Regions from separate parts of the Capsicum annuum genome. Here region 2 is linked to region 1. A link is a contact called in public Hi-C data. All regions are on one chromosome and are shown on one strand. The core of a region is the stretch at or near the end of the contact, and the rest is flanking DNA. Distances in the headings are between cores, read along the strand shown. Region 1 holds the start of LOC107847663 (proteasome subunit beta type-7-A). Region 2 has its middle 44 kb from the start of LOC124888472.

Region 1 (2,700 bases), core at 169-2,668:
AGCCACCCCTCCACTCCTGTCTTGTGGAACTAATTTTCGAAACACATCCCTCCCATACAATCTTAGTGTGGCCACTCATGTTGACCTTTACTCGAGCTATTAATAAGGGATCTGGGCAAATCTTCTTATAGGAACGGAGCATGTAAAGATGTTTAATAGTTATTTCCAATGCGTAAAAGAAAGTAGATCTCAAAAGCAAATCTTTTGTGGGACATCGTATCTCAGAATCAATCTAAAGATAAATAAATGTAGATAAAAGAGCAATAACTTTATAAACAACACCAAGTAGGAATATAGCTGGCCTGGAATTACATAGAGTACAGTAATGATCATCCTAGTCCTTACATCAGTATGGTTTGAACAATTTGGATTCTTATGTTGATTAGCGTGCCAGGCGAAACTCAACTATGTTTATTATGTTGACATGAATTAGCTTACGTCCAGTGTTGTAGTTTGGGAGGACTATAGATAATGAATGATCCCTTAATGGTATATATCCCATACTTCGCTTGGTGAGAGGCTAAAATCACCTCCCTGCCAATCACGCTAGTAGGGGATACTATTAGAAGAGTTACATTGCATTTACAACTTAATTAATGCAGATAGAACTCCATGTTTCTAAGCGGAAGAAAGAGGGGGAAGGAGTAAAAGAAGAAAAGAAAGAAAACACAAGTTATAAATGCATATAATCCATGTATACTAAGCAAAAAAGAAGATCCATGTATACTAAGCAAAAAAAGAAGTTTCTCCTATCTCCTCCTCAAGACAGAACCTTCAAGCACGAGGCAATATTATCTACCCTCAGTGGATATTCTAATATTCATCTTCTTTCTCTGAGGAAAGGGATTTCTAATACAAAGGACAAGTTTGGCAATACGATTACCTACTAACCTCACTTCTCATATTAAAGATCCCATTAACATATCAACGGATCTACTGAGAAACGACGGTCGATAGACACTCAGATGAATTTGCAATACCTGAAAAATTAAGCCGACAATGGTAGTACCAGTCTTGAGAAAAGAAGGAGAACGAAGTCCTTTACTCACCAACATCTCATTCCTTCTACACAAATCAAAACTAAACCCACCTTTTTGTGGAACTTCCATTTTACCTTCAAATTAGACCTACCCACAGATACCAAAAATTAAAAGATTAGAGCAGAACAGTGAATTGTTAAGAAGCATTAAATTGAACTTGTAAGCAGACACTTTACCTGTTTGCAGATGAGTGATGCTGAAAATCAAAGTTGGGAATCGGGAGAGAGAGAATAGCCAAAACTTGAAGAATAAGAAATACTTAAGAGATGGATGGTGAAATTACAGTGTCATTTTGCTATTAATAGCTTCGCTTGGGCTGCTTCTGCTTAGGCCCAACAACTATTCGCTTTTCAGATATATAAAAGGGCAAATCACATAAATATACCATCTAAGAGTCACTACTATAAAATATATCAATAGTTTCAACTTTTCAAAATATACCAATAGAAAATTAACAAACCTTATTCAGTCTTGTGTTGGAGACTCAAGGGTTCCCCGATGTTGTGAATCACCAAAATTTCCCATCGGCAATTGCGACTTCGAACAAATCCTACTTTCACAAAATGTTGTTTACGTTCTCAATTGAGATATACTAAAATGTCTTTTGCATAATTTGATACTTCTGTCAAGGTTATAAATAAAACACGTTATTCTGATTTCAATTAGTTACACGAATTTCTATATATTTCAGACATCATAAAATTATTGATACATGTATTTTTATACATTTTAGACACCATAAAATTATTGATAACCAATTTCTATATATTTCAGACACCATAAAATTATAATTATTATTGATAAACCAATTTCAATTTATAGATAGTTCAAACATTTTAAAATTGCTATTATTGATACACTAATTTCTAACTATTTCATACACCATAATTATTGATAGAGAAAATACTCAGGAAAATACTTGAACTTTGACCGGATTTTTAGTTGAACATATTGAACTTTGTGGGGGTCCTATTATCCCTTACACTTTTTTTTTTATATTTTAATGGCATATATCTACCCACTTTGACAAGTGCGTGTAATCACGTCCTTTGAGCGAGTGAGAATGATTTAAAAACGTTATAAAACTTTTTTTTGGTCACATAACCCCTCAATTTTCTGATTTTTAATAATTTTATGTTTTTTATTTATTTTTTCATTTGCTTTCTCTTCTCTCTTCTTTCTTTCTTCTCTCCAACAATGGAGTTTTCAACAAAACATCATGGTTGCTCCATTGTTGAATTGAAATTGAACACAATTTTATCACACACATACACACCCAAATGGGTCATCTTTAGCACACCCAATTCAATTACATCAATTTGATTCAATTTCAACACACATACACACCAAATGGGTCATCTTCAGTTTCATCAAAATGACAAATTTAACCCACCATTGCCACCACCAACCAATCGCCATTGCCGCCGGCAACCACCACCACCTCAGCCACCAACTAAGGGGGGAAAAGAAAAAATTCAAACCTGTATCTGGTCAGAGCCAAGCTTGTGACAAGAAATTTTTTGTCATATCTGTTGGTCTCGCTGTTACGGTTGCTCTGGAAAAGATGACTATGTACCTTTTCTTTACTGGTTATCATACCAATTAGCAAAATCTGCAGTTCTTTTAAGAAAGTTTCTGATTTGAATAAAATTATTGAAGA
Region 2 (2,700 bases), core at 93-2,592, 69 kb before region 1:
ATACGTAATACAATTATGTACATGGCTCTGTTAGACAAGCTGAGGTATGTTTATTTCAACCTATATACATAGCATTGTGATGTATATGACAGACTATTAGGGATGAATATTAAGCATTCTTTTATCTTTTCAAGTTTTGGAAAAAATTGTTTAAGATTTTTGCATATTAAACTAATATTGGTTTGCAATGTATATTATTACAGAGAGTGCAATTCTGATGTAATTGTCGAATTCAATCGAGTTTCCTTAATCTCTAATTTTGATCGTTGAAATAGATTTGGTGTTTCAAAATTGAAAAGTTGTTACTGAATTTAAGGGATCCATTAATCATAATTCCATAAATATAACGTTAATATTTTAGTTTTTTTTTTTGCTATAAATTTTTTGACTAGAAAAATTCAGATTTTTTATTGTTTAAAAGTAATAATTAAGTACAATTTTATAAAAGCGGTATAACTCCAATAAATCTAAGTGCAGTTCTTGGTGTAACTATATATGATATGTGTATAGAAATTGTATAGTTATATCAAATATGTATATGTATAAAATATGTGTGTGCATAAAAATTATAGTTGTTGTATAAAATTCGTATTCAAATAATAATTGCCACCAAAGGCTGTATAGAATGTGTATAATAATTATTTAACTGTTGTATAAAATGTGGAAGAAAACTGTATAATTATTGTATAGAATGTGTATTAAACTGTATAATTGTTCATAGAATATATTTTTTAATATACGATATGTATACATAATGTATAATGTTGTATAGAATGTGTATCTAAATAATTGTTGCAACATTGTATAGGATGTGTTAAAAGTTTTATAATTGTTGAATAGAATATGTATATGTATAGGATGTATACAAAAATTATATAATTATTGTATAGAATATGTATACATATAAGATGTGTATAAAAAATGTATAACAATTGTAGAAAATATATATCAAAATAATTATCTATAAATGTACATTGTTTATATATTGATTATATATTTATTACACAGGAATTATATATAAAATAGAAGTGAAGAGTTAGAGGAAAAAACTACAAAATCGCATTTGATTGTTAAAAAAAAATTAAAAGAGTATATTTATTCATTTTATAAAAATAAAGCAGTAAAAAAAATAGCGAAAAAAAATAAAATAAAAAAGAAGGAGGAAGAAGTAGGAGCAAAAAGGCCTAAATGGCTGTATAGTGAAAATACAAAAATAGTGGTCACTCGGTTGGTAATTGCTTTGGCGGAATGGCTTTTTGTGTCCATTCCCCCTATATAGAATGCCACAAAATTTCCGAACGAAATTGCCCTCGATGGGCGTAGTACAAAATATCATCTAACTGACCTTGACGCGTCGCGACTCGTGCTGGGCCTAAGCAGTTAGCCAGTGATTCCATTTTCTCAGAAGCTTGACACCCAACTCAGCAGGAAGGCAGACGTGATGAGGTTCGTGTAACGCTAGGCCAAAATATGTTGTTTCATCTATTTTCCTTCATTCTCTTTGTGTGCCTTCAATTCTTGACCCCTAAGCTCGATCACGAATGAATTCTTGGACTTTTAATTATTTTATTTCAAAGTTTCACGATCATTTCACAATCTGCTCATTTTTATTCCGCTTTGATTCAATACATCAAACACCATACTACGCAGAAAGTAACATAATTTATATTTTAAAGACGATAAGAAGTGCTAAAATGTAAAGCGAATAATGGTTAAAAATATACTTTTTGGTGTTCAACATTTTTAATTATAAAGGTCATGGGGAAGATCATGAGGAAGGTTACAGAATTGTGAGAATTACTATCTACTTCAAGAAAAAAAGTAATTGAAGTTAATCTCTATATTGGACATCCACATACAATATATTTTATAATACTATTTAATTAATTTGAAAGGGATATTTTTGATTGATTTTTCAATCTTTTTTATCTTAGCTGTATATAAATAGTTATCTCCCCATAGGCAAATTGCCTCAAGAGTCCTAAACAATAAAAAGACTTCTTCACAAGACTAAATATGTGGAAATCACCATCATTATCCTCTTCCCTTAGCATCTCTTTCTTCAGCATTCATCTATGTATACTTCCTTTGATCATCAACCAACATTTTGTTGTAGTTTCATCACAACCACTTTACATAAATTCAAGATGGATTGTGAATTCAATAAGGCAAAGAGTAAACTAGCATGTATAAATTGGGTGTCACATATGGATGTTATGTTAGCAAAAGGGTTAAATCAACAACCAGTGGATGCAATTTCAAAAGTAATTATCAACATGGGCTTTAATTGTGTTAGACTTAGGATTCATTTGTTTATTTTAAGATTTAGACGTCTGAATCTGAATGCACATCTGAATGATTAAGATGTTGTCTCTAGATCTAAAAATTGAATGATTAAGACCATTTGTTTTTCAACATTTGAATGAGCAAAAAAAAATTATTTGTATCTATAATAAAATAAAAAAATTCAATTCAAGTAAAAAACTAATTATATATCAGAAAAGTATGTAATTTAATACAACAAAATTATTATTTGATTGAAAAAAATATTTATGTTTGTTAGTGATAGTGGAGATAGTTTATAATGGTGGTTGTGGTGACAATGATTGATCTTAGTGATTAGTAATGTTGGTGGTGATAATTGTGATAGTTGGTATTGTGGTGACTGTTATGATGTTGACGGTTGATAGTGGTGGTTGT

What was found. A called contact is a pair of places that touch in the nucleus more often than the background predicts.
Region 2: a Hi-C map of leaf shows a contact between it and region 1, with 1.7 times the contacts expected there. The contact joins the enhancer-like site here to the promoter of LOC107847663 in region 1. A contact is called at or near these places in 2 of 5 Hi-C or Micro-C datasets (leaf and placenta).

Annotation. Positions count from the first base shown.
Region 1 is chr11:85,683,902-85,686,601 of UCD10Xv1.1, reverse strand. LOC107847663 (proteasome subunit beta type-7-A) reads right to left here and starts at 1,418. Exons shown (of 9, transcript XM_016692054.2): 1 at 1,217-1,418; 2 at 981-1,127. The coding sequence starts at 1,109.
Region 2 is chr11:85,753,298-85,755,997 of UCD10Xv1.1, reverse strand. It overlaps the pseudogene LOC107846343. Among protein-coding and RNA genes, the nearest start is that of LOC124888472, 44 kb to the right of the region's middle. Within about 2 kb of position 1,342, at least 4 of the 5 cell types and tissues checked have an H3K27ac peak or open chromatin away from gene starts, as enhancers often do. A contact at or near this core is called in leaf, where this site is marked.